5 separate regions of the Mus musculus genome follow, and all the other regions are linked to region 3. The links are chromatin contacts, called in public Hi-C, HiChIP or PLAC-seq and Micro-C maps. All regions are on one chromosome and are shown on one strand. The core of a region is the stretch at or near the end of the contact, and the rest is flanking DNA. Distances in the headings are between cores, read along the strand shown. Region 1 has its middle 120 kb from the start of Gm46301. Region 2 has its middle 99 kb from the start of Gm46301. Region 3 overlaps 2610035D17Rik (RIKEN cDNA 2610035D17 gene). Region 4 has its middle 100 kb from the start of Gm39467. Region 5 has its middle 120 kb from the start of Gm39467.

Region 1 (2,700 bases), core at 134-2,633, 180 kb after region 3:
CACACAAGCCAAAAGCAGCCCTGAAAGACTGCTTCTGTCACGGTGCCTCCTCTGCCTGCTGCTTTGCCATCTCCACCGTTATAGCATCAGCCCCTTGAGTGGTTAGTCAGAAGAAACACATATCTTAAATGACTTTTTATAGGGAGTTTGGGCACTGCATTTAAAAGTAACTAATACGAGGGGTAAAGGACCATGTGGCGTGTAACTTGTCCCTAAGGGGTGCAGACCACACTGCTCATTCACACCGGTAAACACTATGGGCTGTTAATAAGGAGCATCTCCAAGCCATTGCTTTGTCATGTACTTTTCCAAATGAAATGTAGCTTGAAAACAGCATCACAGAAAATGCACGGGGTATTCGGCCTCACCTGCCATGTCAACCCATTGCCTGGATTCTGCTTTATACTGAATGGAATGCCGTCCGGTTGGTAAAGTGGTCAAATCCTACCTCTTCTGGCTTCCTTCCTTGTCTAGGACCAGGATCCCAACTTCATCTCAGTGTTCTGAGGCAGGAGGATCCCAGGTTGGAGGCCAACCTGGGCTGCATAGTAAGACCTGGTCTCAAAGAAACAAAGCACAAGCACAAATTTGTTTCTTTGTGTCGTACTTGTTGGGGTTATTGATTGTCTGTGTAACTGAACTCTTCTCTGTGACCTCTACCCCTTCCATTGACAAGTGATGTTTGTGACTATAATTCAGTGTATATGTGTGTGTTTGGTATATGTGGTTCATGCACATGCGTGTGTGCGTGTGTGCGTGTGTGTGTGTGTGTGTGTGTGTGTGTGTGTGTGTGTGTGTGTGCATAGCCACGTCTACAGTGAGTCTCCTGTCTTGGTCATTTATAGGAACATGGAAGATAGACATGCTTATCAACACATTCTAACATTGTGGTCTTTTAGCACAAAGATGGTTGGTCAGTGGAGATGGATAACTCCTATCACCCCCGGGTGCTAGTTGCTAATACTGTGTCCTGGGGTCCTCCTGGGTAATGAAGAGGAGGATGGAGACAGCCTTGGGTCTAGCCTTAGCTTTACTGACTATTACTTCTTGGGCTGGACCCTTCTCTGGGAATTGGTGTCCACATCTATAAAACATGAGTGGGCATGGGGGATATGGAAATCTTCGCTTCTTTGTTTCTTCAAAGGCACAGAGAGCCAGAAAGACCCTGTTGGAAGAACTAGATTCTTCTGCGTGGTTCAAGGCAGGAACAACTCTGGCCTGGTCACAGCCACTGGACATATTAGCCCATGTCCTAGACTCCTGGGAACATTTGTAGCACTTGGAGGAGAGGCTTTGGTGTGCCAGTTTCTAGGCAGCCCTGCTTCTGAGTGTCAGCAGAGAAAGCTGGCAGCGGAAGGCCACACACCCTCCCCTGTCCTTGCCTGGTGGCAACACTTCAGTAGGCTCTCTAATGAGCTTACACCCCTCCCCAAAGCCAGGCTTTTTTGCTTCTCCTGGGAGCCTGGCACCAAGCCCTAGATGCTGTCATTGTTTTGGGGACAGACTCCCCTCTCTTCCCCCACTCCCCGTTCCCCAAGTGGCTCACTCTACTAGGCCAGTCAGCTTTGCCTCAGACCAGGCTCCTACCCTGGTGACCTACAGCTATTCTCCATCTTTGTGGCAACTGAGAGGGGGCCCAGAGCTGCTTAGTTGGGTGTGAGTGAATGTGTCCATGAGTGTGTCCACGTCTGCCCGTTCCATCCAGAAATGTCCTCTGCCTCTGTGTGTGTGTGTGTGTGTGTGTGTGTGTGTGACCTGCACATTCTTCATTCACAACTTGTTGTGGGTTCGTATTTCTCTTCCAAGAGAGGCGGGGGTGTGGTTGCAAAATAAATCTTCGCTAATTTTTTTCCTTCTCCCCAAAGAAATCATTGTGTTGTAATGCAGGAGAGCCTGAGCTGATGACATTTTTATGGGGCTGCCGTTAGTGAAGACTGTCGTGTCTGCCTGGGCCATCCAGAAAGTCCATAGATTTTTTTCTCTCTCTCTCCACTGCCACCCCCACCCCTTTTCTCTCTCAGCAATACAATTTCAGTTCAATACTTGTCTAGAATTCCCAGTGGGGCTACCTAGGCACAAGGGGGTGGGCCTGGGGGGAGATGACATCATGTCTTTGTCAGAGGATTGGCTGCTTCCAGGCTCTAGGAATGATATCATCTCTGCATGGACCTCCCCCACTTCTCTATTCCTAGCTCTTTACTGGCTGGATAAGGGACCCCCACCACAGGATGCCCTGTTGCCTTGGAGACCACAAGTTTTCAACCTTGTTGTCTGAAGGGATGGTCATTCATTATATGTGTGACATGGGGGTAAAGGGTCTGGGGAGGGAGCCCCGGGCAGGACGGTTTTTGAGGGAAGGCTGTGGACAACAAAATAATGAACAAACATATGTTTCACGCATGAGAAGCCGTCAGAGATGGCAGCGAGAGAGAGGTCACGGCAGACGGCACTCCGTACATGGAAAACTGAAGACAGAATTCTAAAGACGGACAAGCAGTGGCCAAAATATTGTGGAAAGTGGCCACCCCCTCCCTGAGACAGCTCATTAGAAGGGCTGTGGAGTGCCAGATTCTGGGAGGTGTGTTGGGAGGGGGGTCGTTGAGGCTCTCTGGACAAGAGGCCAACTCCCCTGTCCCCTGCTGAATGTGGATATCTACACAGCTGTGTCCTGCAACCAGCTGGTCCCAGGCCACAAGAAAT
Region 2 (2,700 bases), core at 188-2,687, 210 kb after region 3:
TGGGAGCCCAGGCTCTGTTGGCTGCCCCCACCCCACTTTTACCCTGATCTGTAAGGACTCTAATGCGTGCCTGTCATTAAAAAAACAAAATAAAACATTGAAAGGAACCCAAACCAAACAAACCTCTTCTATCCTTAAAGAGTAAGGGGAATGTTTATCAGAAATCTTTGCCCTTCAGCCAACCCATCCCCTATCCACCAGGCTGAGAGGCTTCAGGGCACTGCCCACCCAGGGCATGTACAGCCCTGCTCCTATCCTTGCTTACTACCCTGAAAACACACTTCACTCAGTGAGCCTCTCTCCCGGGAGCACTGGGCTGTGGCAAGAGGCTTGGGTTGGGGTGTGTGTGTTGGGTATGGACTCATTTTCCACTTAAGAAATGTTTTATATATATATATATATATATATATATATATATCCACATATGGATAGTATATTTAAATCGCTTCCCCCACCTTCTTCTTTCCCCTTCTAATACCCTCCCATGTCCATCTCTCTGTTCCCTCCCACATTCAAGACCTCCTCTTCAGCTGGTATTGAATGGGGTGTGTGTATGTGTGTGTGTTACACACACAGTCTTTGGGACTGACCACTCAGGATCGGATAACCTAAGAGTGGGCGTGTTCTGTTCAGATTTACCAGCAGGAGTACCTTGGCAGGTCAGGCCCAAGGTATGTCACAAAGGCCACACCATGCAACAGATCTCACAAGGGAGATTGATTGTCAGTAAAGGTGGGGTCTTTTCAGAGTCAGGACATGAGAGAGACAGAGAGGAACAGACAGAGGGAGAGAGCAACAGAGATGAGGGAGGTGGGAGGAATGAAAGACTTGGAGATAGAGAGAGGGCCCTGAGGGCAGGGGGTCAGCGGTGGGAGGTGGCTTTTAAAGGGTGCATATGTTGTGTAGGGAAAATACAGAACTTAGTGACATTAGAAATGTGTTCCATTTGGCGCAGTGGGTGATGTCATGGCTGCTAGCGCTGAGTCCCTAAGGGCAGTGCACCAGAAGAAGAAAACAGATTCTCTCTCTGAGCAGCCACTGGTTGCCTGTAGTTTCTCATCCAGGGTTAGTTCCTAGGGAAATGTCCCCACTTACATCGGCATGATATGTCAAGTTTGTTTGTTTGTTTGTTTGTTTATTTATTTATTTATTGGCATTATGCAGGGCTTATGTAGGCAAACATACTGATGAAGTTTCCTGGATGCAGCTTCCCGGTTCTGTCAAGAAGATTCTATCTTAAGGAGGGCATCCCGCCCCTCTTCTGGCTCCTAGGATCTTCACAGCCTCTTACTTTTGAAGGAATGCGGGCCTCCCAGGCCACAGGCAAATAGTTTTTCGCTTTGGGTGCTGTTCTGCAGCCCTGTGGAGGATCACATTTGCATAGATGGCTTCCAGGCTCCCTTTCTGCTCCCACACTTTGCCTGGAACCCGCTGTGTTTCCTGCTGAATGCTTTTGAAGGTTTCTGTTCTGTTGCAAATGGAGACATTGCTTCCTGTGGCTGTGGCTATCACATGCAAATAAACCAGAGGTAAGGAAAGAGAGGATGATGGGAGGGGAGGGTACCTCAGCCTGCCTTTTGGGTTCCCTAGCCCCTTTCTTTGCTCGGTGGCTAAGGGGCAGATAAAAGAAGAGAAAGTGAGCAAGAAGAGAGAGTGATAGAGAAGGAGCCATGAGCAAAGTATGTTATGCGCACATATGGAAGTGTCATAATGAAAACACTTGGTTAAATGCTAGTGAAAAACATAAAAACAAATCATTGAGGAGCCACTAGAAGGAAGCTCCTGGGGTCAGCTTACTGTTTCTGCTAGATTCCCAGAAGCCCATGGCTGCCTGGGAGGTTCTCCTCTTAGATCAGTAAGGCCACTGTCCTGGCCAGCCAATGTGGTTCCTTTTGGGTATTCCTATATTCACTATAACAAAACAGTGGGAAGCTAGGTGCATCCGAGCCAAAGAGATTTATAGAGTGCACAGTTCTGGAGTCTCAAGGGCCGGACACTGGGCTTGCCTCAGCTCTGGGGAGATGACCTCCTTGGCTGGTCACATGATGCAGCTGGCATCACGGTGGTTGCCGAGGCAAGAAAAAGAATCACGTTTAAGGGCCCGGGGATGGCGGAGGTGAGGGGCAAGTTCAACTGCTGACACACTTGCCTTATGTGATTGAGGGTCTGAGCTTGATCTCCAGAAGGCACATAAAAAGCCAGGTTGGCAATAAGGACTCGTGTCCTCAACACTAAGGAAGCAGAGAAGGTAGGATAGCTGGATGATCTGGCCAGCCCCTCTAGCCTATTTGGTGAATCCCAGTTCCAGGCCAGTGAGAGACCTTGTCTCAGAGTCCAAGGTGGTTGGCACCTGAGGTTGTTCTCTGAACACACCCTGCCCCCACTACACATACACCTTATACACACAAACACATCTTGTCTTACCCATGTGATGGATACTCACCTCCTACCTCATCTACAGTCACCGTCTGTGTGTTCCCTGACTGGGTGTCTGCCTCGACCCTCTGCATTTTCCCTTTTTACCTTCCGGAGTGTTCTTTCCCTGGAGGCTATGTGGTTGACTGCTGGTGAGGGGTTTGATGAAATGTTTTAGGGAATATTTCCTCAATCACTGGTCTGACAGAGCATCTTAGGGTCTACCAGCCCCACACCTGTCCTTTAACGCTCATCTGGATCCTTGCCTCGCATCCAGGGTACAGA
Region 3 (2,700 bases), core at 34-2,533:
AATCTCTCATGCCCAAACCTAGCTAGGCATTTCTAGCCAGCTCTGTCTGCAAAGATGCCCCTCCCTCTTGAAAAATGTGCACATCTCTGTCTGATAAAACCTTGTTCCCCCTGGAGGGAGAGAAAGGAGGGAGGGAGGGAGGGAGGGAGGGAGGGAGGGAGGATGGCGTCTGGAGGCAGGAAGCCAGTGTTGGAATCCAGGCCTGGCTTTGTCCCTCTCCAATGGGCAGCTAGGGGTAGGGTGTTTCATTTCTGGGTTCTGCCTTTCCTATAGAAAAAGATCATAAAAAGAACCCATCTCCTAAGGTTGTGGTGAAAGCTGAACAAGGTCCTGTGTGCAGTGGAGCCAGCACTAGGACAGAGATTGCATGTGCAGAGCCAGCACTAGGACAGAGGGCGCCCCACTGTTCTGTCCGCCTTTACACAGCACTGCCCCCTCTCATGTCTGCAACTCTATTTTCTGCTGGAAACGGTATCAGAATATATTAAGTAGAAAATTTCAGAAATAAAGAATTTGTAAATATTGAGTGATTTTTTTAACACCCCCCCCCCAGTGTATTGTTATAATTATTCTGGTTGTTTAATAGTTATTGATAATCTCTTAATTTGCTTTTCATACTAAATTCTATCATAGTTATAAATGTGCAGGAAAATAATATAATTAGGTCTTCAGATATACACTGGTCTGGAACACTCCTCTATTTGCAAAGTATGTGTTTTTATTTTTGTGTTTTGAGTCCTTCTTGGACTGTAATTTGACTCCAAGGACCAGATCTGTCCCAGGAGGCACTTGGAATTAAATGCTGAGTTCCAGAAGGGAGTGTTAAAGCCATGGCCTGTCAGGGCTGCAGGCGGCAACTCCCACTCGGAGGCTCCATTCCTTCCCACAGCCTGGACTCGCAGCTGCCTTGCTGTCTCTCTGTTGCCCCATCCCTGCATAATTCAGGCAGGCTGATAGGCCTGCTACTCAGGTGGTGCCCTCTCTGCCCCATAGCTCTTGAGAAACCTGTAGGCTCTGAGCACATTGCTAGAGGAGAGGGCGGTGCCTGGGTTATGACCTCTCTCAGAGTTGGAACAGGGTCTCCGAACATCCTCCAGGGCAGATTCCAGGTCAGCCCTGGAGGGTGTCGCATGCCTTGACAGATGGTGTCCGGCTGTAGGCTCCTGCCCCACGTCCTGGAATGAAGGCTTGGCAGCCCTGTTTTCTCCAGGGACAGTTGACACTGGGAACCCTGGACATTGTCCCTGAGCTCAGGGCATGCGTCTCGCGACCATTCGCAAACTGACCACTTGATGGCGCTGTGGCTCCACCGTGTGCCTGCTTTCTCCTCCGGGCCCCTGGCTGAGCTGCAGTGGTCATCCAGGCGCCCGACTGTGCCCTGGCTGCTGGTGGGGCGCAGCGCCTGACGCCTGCCCGTTCTGCTTGAGCACAAATGCAGAGCTCAGAGCTAGTTTCTCCTGCAGCGAAGGAAGTTTGGGGTGTTGGTATTGTGTTCTGTGCTGTGTGTTCCTGCAGCTTCCCCAGCAGCGGGTCAGACGCCCTAGTGTGCTAAAGAACGGTTTAGAGCCATCTGCATCCTGACCTGGTGGTGATCACTGTCTTTGGGGCAGAAGTGATAGCTAGTCTGAACTCTTGTCTAGAGTTTGTACTTAGGAGAGAAAGCTAGCTAAACACAGAATGGAAGAAGGGTAGGAAGAGGAGGAAGAAGAGGAAGAGGAGGAGGAGAAGGAGGAGAAGGGGGGGGCGGGGGAAGAAGAGGAGGAAGGAGGAGAGATTGGAAACTCTTTCCTAGATGAGCTTTGCAGTCATTCTGTGTCAAACCCTTCAAGGGGCGACCGAAAACAAAGAGCCTCCGTGAGTTTGCCTTAGAAATAGTTCTCTCCGAGGTCTATTCTGGTTGCACAAATGTGTACCCCTTCCACCCCTGAGCAGGGTCACTTCATTCATTCCGTTTTCAGTGCACACCCACTCACTGCGGAGCCAAGGGGTTTCCTCACAAGCTTGTTTGTAGATGTTGTTTTAAAAGCACGTCCTTCTTTGGGGTTTCTGTACGCAGAGGCAGGGGTTTGGGTCACCCGGGTCTCACTGAAGCTATGGTTTGGGGGGGGGGGAGGGGGGCGGGGGGCGTTTGGAAGAAGGTGATAAGATTGTCTCTTACAGGGAAAGCCAAATGAAGAGCTAAGCTCCTGATTGGAAGTGCTTTCCTTTTTGTAGCTCCATTTAAGACCAGGACTGTTCTCAGGAAAACAGAGTAGGTTCTGAGTTCAGGCCTCTCTTCTGGGGCTCCTCTCCCAGAAGCCCTCTGTCTCTGTGGAGGTCAGAGCCTTTCCCAGCTGCCTGGGCCAGTGACTGAGAGGCGAGTCCCAGGGGTCACTGCACCAGACCCTTGCCCCCCTGGAACAAATGCAGCCGGCTGGTGGGGGTGGGGGTGGGGGCTGGGGGCTGGGCTGCTCCTCCTAGATCTGCCTGCCCCTAGGGCCAGGCACAGTGTGGGGCCTGAGCTAGACTTGTCCAGAGGCAGGCAGGGCTAAGGGAGGTTGTGACCCCACCCCAGCTGGGGAGGGCAGTGGGAAAGGAGGAACCTGGAGAAGCTGTCCTAGCCAAGCAGGCTAACTCCCAGCTTCCCCTGGGCCAGAGGGCCCCCTGTCGCCTGGCAAAGGACAATTTGTACTTTTATTCTTACGCTATCCTAAGGCTCAC
Region 4 (2,700 bases), core at 77-2,576, 130 kb after region 3:
AATCTATCCTTACCGTGTCTTATAAATGCAGTCTTAGGCACACAGGCTGAATACTCAAAGCTCTTTTCCATGGCGTTTCCCTCTGGGGGTAGCAAGCAGGCAGAGACCTTCCAGGCTTTCTCCTATGTCCACACCCCAGTTTTAACTCCCTGCCTCCACATACTTCAACACCGAGACCCCATCACAGACCCAGTGGGCTGGATGTGGGCTTTTGGAACTGTGACACTTCCTTCAGTGGCCAGCTCAATCTTCAGCCTTCGTGGCACCGTGAGAGAATGGAAAAGCTGGTTTGTTTATAGGACATGGGGCCAGGAAAGCATTCAAAAAATAAGGAGTTTTGTCATAAACCAAGTGTCCTCCCAGTGCAGGAGCACAGGCTTTTCTGTCTTCTGATACTGACCATTTTTCCATGTTTGTATAAACTTTCATCCTTCGCCCTTCTCATCCCCAGGGCAGGGCTGCCTGTTTCTGCTGCTCACGGTTTATTTGGATTTTGGCCACCCCTCTCTCGATCTGAGCATCACACACCTAATTACAAAGAAAGCAGGTTTTTCTATGGGCGCCTAGGGAACAACTCTGCCTTGGCTTTTTCCCACCCTACTTTCGCCCCATCATCCAGGCACCTTGGTAGTGAGTGGCGGCGGCAGTATGGTAGATCTTTGGTGCTGGCTAGAAGCTGTCTCTCTGGGAGGGCTCTGAGCACAGGTTGAGTGAGAACCAAGGGAGGAAGGAGGTGAAACAGGAGAGAGATGTGTTTTCCAAGGAAAACTGGAGCGGACACTAAGGGCTGTGTGGGGTTGAGCATCTCTTCTCCGAGAGCACTGCAGCCTGTCTTCCCTGTGTGAGTTTTTGTGGGAGCTGAAATTCCCCAGATCTCACATTTCCTGACCCCAGCAGGTAGCTTATTGTAAAACAGTTCAACCAGAGGGGAGAGCATTCCTTCTCTCTGCATTTCCATCTTTTCTTGGTCTGAACCAGATCTGAGAGAGAAAGAATGGACCAGAAACCCACGTGACCAGAGGACACAAACCCAAACCACAAAGGAGAAAGTGGTCTACTTATCTTTAAATGTGTGGCGTAGCCCAGGACCCCTATCCGCACATTTTGTAGTATTCTGTCCACCCAATGCTTGGATTCTCTGCAGCCCTGTTTTTCTTTCATTTTGGCATGGAGAAGGAGGGAGGGATGCCCACGATGCCAGTGATAAGTGTTAGTAATTCTCACATTCTCTTCAAAGTTAATTTCGGCCCCTGCCTTTTCGGGGCTGAACTCTGAGAGGCTGTGAAGAGCAGGGTGGCCCTGACTCATTGGCAAGTCATGGGATCTGTTTGGCCTAAGAGTTTACTCAGTGGAGATACCAGGAAGTGGCTTGGGTGGAGGGTGGGGGTGGCTATCTTGTCACAACTTCCAGATGAGCTGGGTCACTTCCCATCCTCCAGTCTGACACCCCCACAGACTACTTCTAAAGATTCTACAGGTAATCTCTACCCTGTGCTCTGGCTGCCACACATGGGGGTGGGGGGCGAGTAACCATTATCTGAACTCTCTGAAACTATGAAAAGAAGTCTGTTGCCTTAACCCAGGCTTGGCACCTGGGTTATGAGTTGGTTACATCATGACCTTTGCATTGTAGAGGGTCTGAATACCTCCTAACAAACCCTGGCTGGCATTTTAGTGACGTTTGTGGAGACTAAAGCAGTTTGCTTGCAGAGTGTTTGCCTGCCCAGCATGGACAAAAACCTGTGTTTGAGTCTTGGCATTGTATACAACCGGGTGTGGTGGCATATACTGCAATCCTTAGCCTTGGTAGGTGGAGGCAGGATGGTCAGAAGGTCAAGGTCATTCTTGGCTACAAAGAAGGTTCTAGGCTACCCAGGGCTACATGAGACCCTGTCTCAAAGGCAGAACAAACCTCAAATGAGTAAAGTACAAAAAACCATGGGTGTGCTATGCCTAGATCCATACAATACTATGGGTTCTGTGCTCCTTGGGACTGTACTGGGGCTAGATTCTTCCAGAACCAAGCATGAAATGCTAAGAAACCACCCTGATGCACACACAGGCGCAGCTGGGAACAATGGAAGGCTCTGACATTATAGAAATTATCCTCCAACAACCTAGCACAGAAGTGGGCTGTGGTCTGCTCTTAGACATGGTGGTCTCTGCTCTAAGACTTCCATCTTGGGAGCATGGAGGTTCTGGTGAGCTCACTGAGCCTCTGAGCATCACTCAGCAGTCAGTTGTGAGGTTTCAGGCTCCTATTCCTTGTTGGTAAGAAGCTCCCCATGTTGTCTTCCAGGACAGACACAGGCCCTGGAGTCCGGGGAGGGAGGAGCTGGCGCCCAAGCAAAAATGCTGCCGAAGCAAACTCCACTGGTGGCAGCTTTGTGCCTGCCGGTCAGGGTCCGGTGCTCCTGGGTCAAGAATGCTTTAAGCAAGAGGTGCTGGGGGTAGAACAGCCACTGTGTGGGGAGCTGAGCTCTCCGAGGAGGGGGAGACTTCATCGGCTTCAGCCCCATGCTCAGTTCCGCTCTATTTAGAATCTTCTTTTTTTTCTCTTTTTTTTTGTGGAAAGCAGCTTTGAGGATGAAAGCCAAGGCCAGGGAAGCTGATTGTGCTGAGCTTTCTGAATTAAAGTGTGTGTGTGTGTGTGTGTGTGTGTGTGTGTGTGTGTAAAAGTGGGAAGGACCAGTCTGCTAA
Region 5 (2,700 bases), core at 153-2,652, 150 kb after region 3:
GAAATAATCACTGGGTAGGCCCAGCCTGGTTGTGTTGCCATGACAACTGCTCTAATTTCTTTTAATCCCAGTGTTCCTTCCTAAAGGGACCTCCCCAAGCACCCCACCCCCACCCCCACCCTAAACCCCTTGCAATGTGTTTTAATTGTAATGACTCCTGGGTTCTCAATAGGTAATGACCGAGTGTGGGGAGCCAGTGTTGGCCTGGCTCCATCCCCAAAGCTGCTTGCCCAGAGGCGCCAGGCAGGGCTCTGCCCCCCAGCACGAGTCCTGGAGAAACCCTGGGCAGGCTGGAGCAGGGTCTTGCCCATGGGGTGTGTGGCCTCAGTGCTAATGAAGACAAGCAGAGGCCTGAGGGGCCTGAAGGGTTAGGCTCTGTGAGGTTCATGCTCTGAGGTCAGTTGATGGCATGTGGCTCCCAACCGCATCTTCTCTCTCATCTTGAAGGGAATCCACGCACCACTGCCTGCTCTGGCCCCAGGCAGTCACGCTACTCAATGCCTCAGGGTTGTCCCCCCCCTCCCTGCCCCCCCCCCCCACTGTAGCTCGCCCTCCTCCCAGCATTCCTGAGACAGACAGGACTCCCTACACTAAACGCAGCTCCAAGGAAGTCTTTCTGGCAAGACAGTATTTGACAGTGCTATTTATTAATAAAATCAGGGTCCTAAGAAGTTTAAAGAAATAAATGTAACTGTGGAGGTCCAGAGCTATCACTTAAACAAAAATATAGCTTGGTGGATAAAGCTCTTGCCTCACAACTGTGGGAATCGATGTAGGGAGAGCATTGGTAATCCCTGGGCTACTATGGTGAGGTAGAGACAGGAAACTCCTGAGCCAGTGAACAAGAGACCCTGCCTCTCTGACCTCCACGTGTTCATCATGAGGCATGCCCAATGGTACCACTCACACAGGCATCAAGAAGCACGTGGATGGATGGATAGATAGAAGGCACACGCATGTGCACACGTGCGCGTGCACACACACACAAGCACATGCGCATGCATAGGAAGGAAGGGAAGGAAAAAAGAAAGTGTCCAGAGTCCCACATAACCCCAGAGTTCACACCCTCTCGCAGGCCACTTCAGGAGACTCAGATGTGCCCCTTGAGCAGCCAGCAGGCCACAGCCTTGCAAGCACCCTGGAATCCTCACTTACTCATTCCCCGCCCCCCCCCCCAACCCCCTGCAAGTTCCGGTTTGCTTGTGCTTGCTTTTCTAACTGGCTCCGATGCCAGCAGCCTCTCCACTAACCACGGAGCAGTGGAGCAGTTAGGAGTAGCCCTGTCCTCTTCTGAAGGAGCTTGCCTGGGAGATGGAAATGCCCCAGTCTGTGCTACCCAGTGTGTTACAGAGCCCTTCCCCCATGAGGGCTCACTTTGCCAGCCTTACGAGTGAGTTGAAATGTGGTTAGGGCAACCAAAAAGGGAACTTTCAATGGTATTTGACGTTTGTAAAAATTTTAATAGCTGCATTACCTTGGCAGCCACCATACTGGGTAACAGAATGCTCCATTGTGAGGTGCAGGCTCTGGACTTTACATGGCCTCTCACTGGGAAGACAATGCAAACCTGAGTGCAGACAGCCTTGGATCTGCTTCCTGGAGACTCTCGTCCCGGGAGACCTGCACTCAGGAAACCCATCTTCCTGGTCTATGCACGTTCTATCTCTCTGGCTGCTGTCCTTCAATGGACTGCTGAGAAGCAAGCAGAGACTCAAGCAGTTTGCCTATGTCTAGGGGAGATAGCTTCATCAGAGGGCCCAAGGGCCAACGCAGGAACCCTCACCAGAAATAGGAAGGTGTGGGGAGCTTGTCCAGGCAAGGTGGCACACACTTGTGATCCCAGCATTGGGAAGGTGGAGACACGAAGATCCCTGTGGGCTCCTGGTGAGGTAGCCTAGCCTACTTGTTTCAATGAGAGACTGCTGCCTCAAAACCAAAACAAAACAAAAAAAAAAAAAACCAAAACCAAAACAAAAAAACAAACAAAAACCCCAACAACAACCCCCCTCCCCCCAAAAAAAATCAAAATAAAAAACCCTGTAGGTGGGTAGTGCCTGAGGAATGAATGTCAGCTAAGGTTGACTTCCACATGCATGCAACGAGCATATGTACAGCTTCCTGTACACACGTGAGCACCTCTACGTGTACACACACACACACACACACACACACACACACACAGAGAGAGAGAGAGAGAGAGAGAGAGAGAGAGAGAGAGCCTAAAATCTGCCCAAGGCCTGAAAGAATTCACACAGTCTTGGGGAAGTGAGTTCCACTGAGTTCACAGGGCCACCAGAAGCCATCAGGTGCTGCCCCAGACAGCTCATTCCTTCCCAGGGATTCCAGCAGACAGGTTTCGGTTGGCGTACCAGTGTTGCAGAGTCCCTTGGTCCCCATCTGTTCCTTCCCTGGCTCTCCCAGGCCACGCTTCCCCTTCTCACACTGAAATATTAGATGTTCAGTTGGGAGTCCAGCAGCAACATATTTCTGAAATTGTGTGTGCATTTTTTTTCCTTCTAATTTAATGTGCCAGACAAGCCTCCGTGTAATTAAAACCAGAAAGGGACCAGACTTAGACAGAGATTTGAAGGCTGTAAAATTCTAGGACAGGTTTATGTAAAGCAATTAAAAAGGGAGTTAAAAATTGTTAAAAAATTAAACACTAATTACTTTTTTCCCCCCTCCTCTCATTTCTGCCGA

Evidence for each region. A called contact is a pair of places that touch in the nucleus more often than the background predicts. HiChIP or PLAC-seq counts read pairs in DNA pulled down with a chosen protein or histone mark.
Region 1: a contact with region 3 is called in an H3K4me3 HiChIP or PLAC-seq map of embryonic forebrain, with 4 times the contacts expected there. The contact joins two enhancer-like sites. A contact is called at or near these places in 22 of 484 Hi-C or Micro-C datasets (the AML12 cell line, the C2C12 cell line, MC3T3-E1-derived osteoblasts and 12 more), 4 of 115 datasets of contacts at active chromatin or transcription factors (astrocytes, craniofacial prominence, embryonic forebrain and 1 more) and 1 of 9 other capture datasets (embryonic stem cells).
Region 2: a contact with region 3 is called in a Micro-C map of trophoblast stem cells, with 5 times the contacts expected there. The contact joins two enhancer-like sites. A contact is called at or near these places in 5 of 484 Hi-C or Micro-C datasets (embryonic stem cells, stem cell-derived neural progenitor cells and trophoblast stem cells), 2 of 115 datasets of contacts at active chromatin or transcription factors (bone marrow-derived macrophages and neural tube) and 1 of 9 other capture datasets (embryonic stem cells).
Region 4: a contact with region 3 is called in an HNF4G HiChIP or PLAC-seq map of pancreatic cancer cells. The contact joins two enhancer-like sites. A contact is called at or near these places in 1 of 15 datasets of contacts at CTCF or cohesin (large pre-B cells), 20 of 484 Hi-C or Micro-C datasets (the AML12 cell line, B cells, the STO cell line and 12 more), 2 of 115 datasets of contacts at active chromatin or transcription factors (large pre-B cells and pancreatic cancer cells) and 1 of 9 other capture datasets (embryonic stem cells).
Region 5: a contact with region 3 is called in a Hi-C map of the N1E-115 cell line, with 9 times the contacts expected there. The contact joins two enhancer-like sites. A contact is called at or near these places in 1 of 39 promoter capture datasets (the 3T3-L1 cell line), 17 of 484 Hi-C or Micro-C datasets (the 3T3-L1 cell line, the AML12 cell line, the N1E-115 cell line and 12 more), 1 of 115 datasets of contacts at active chromatin or transcription factors (pancreatic cancer cells) and 2 of 9 other capture datasets (embryonic stem cells and embryonic tail).

Annotation. Positions count from the first base shown.
Region 1 is chr11:112,982,179-112,984,878 of GRCm38.p6, reverse strand. No RefSeq gene overlaps it. Among named protein-coding and RNA genes, the nearest start is that of Gm46301, 120 kb to the right of the region's middle. Within about 2 kb of position 1,383, at least 47 of the 459 cell types and tissues checked have an H3K27ac peak or open chromatin away from gene starts, as enhancers often do. A contact at or near this core is called in astrocytes, cerebral cortex and embryonic forebrain, where this site is marked.
Region 2 is chr11:112,958,523-112,961,222 of GRCm38.p6, reverse strand. No RefSeq gene overlaps it. Among named protein-coding and RNA genes, the nearest start is that of Gm46301, 99 kb to the right of the region's middle. Within about 2 kb of position 1,437, at least 9 of the 459 cell types and tissues checked have an H3K27ac peak or open chromatin away from gene starts, as enhancers often do. A contact at or near this core is called in trophoblast stem cells, where this site is marked.
Region 3 is chr11:113,163,899-113,166,598 of GRCm38.p6, reverse strand. The region is part of intron 1 of 2610035D17Rik (RIKEN cDNA 2610035D17 gene); the gene reads left to right. The region is part of intron 1 of LOC115487747 (a long non-coding RNA gene); the gene reads left to right. Among named protein-coding and RNA genes, the nearest start is that of Gm39467, 31 kb to the right of the region's middle. Within about 2 kb of position 1,283, at least 86 of the 459 cell types and tissues checked have an H3K27ac peak or open chromatin away from gene starts, as enhancers often do. A contact at or near this core is called in the N1E-115 cell line, the STO cell line, astrocytes and 5 more, where this site is marked.
Region 4 is chr11:113,031,322-113,034,021 of GRCm38.p6, reverse strand. No RefSeq gene overlaps it. Among named protein-coding and RNA genes, the nearest start is that of Gm39467, 100 kb to the left of the region's middle. Within about 2 kb of position 1,326, at least 40 of the 459 cell types and tissues checked have an H3K27ac peak or open chromatin away from gene starts, as enhancers often do. A contact at or near this core is called in the STO cell line and pancreatic cancer cells, where this site is marked.
Region 5 is chr11:113,014,528-113,017,227 of GRCm38.p6, reverse strand. No RefSeq gene overlaps it. Among named protein-coding and RNA genes, the nearest start is that of Gm39467, 120 kb to the left of the region's middle. RefSeq lists an enhancer at 2,267-2,700. Within about 2 kb of position 1,402, at least 37 of the 459 cell types and tissues checked have an H3K27ac peak or open chromatin away from gene starts, as enhancers often do. A contact at or near this core is called in the N1E-115 cell line and muscle stem cells, where this site is marked.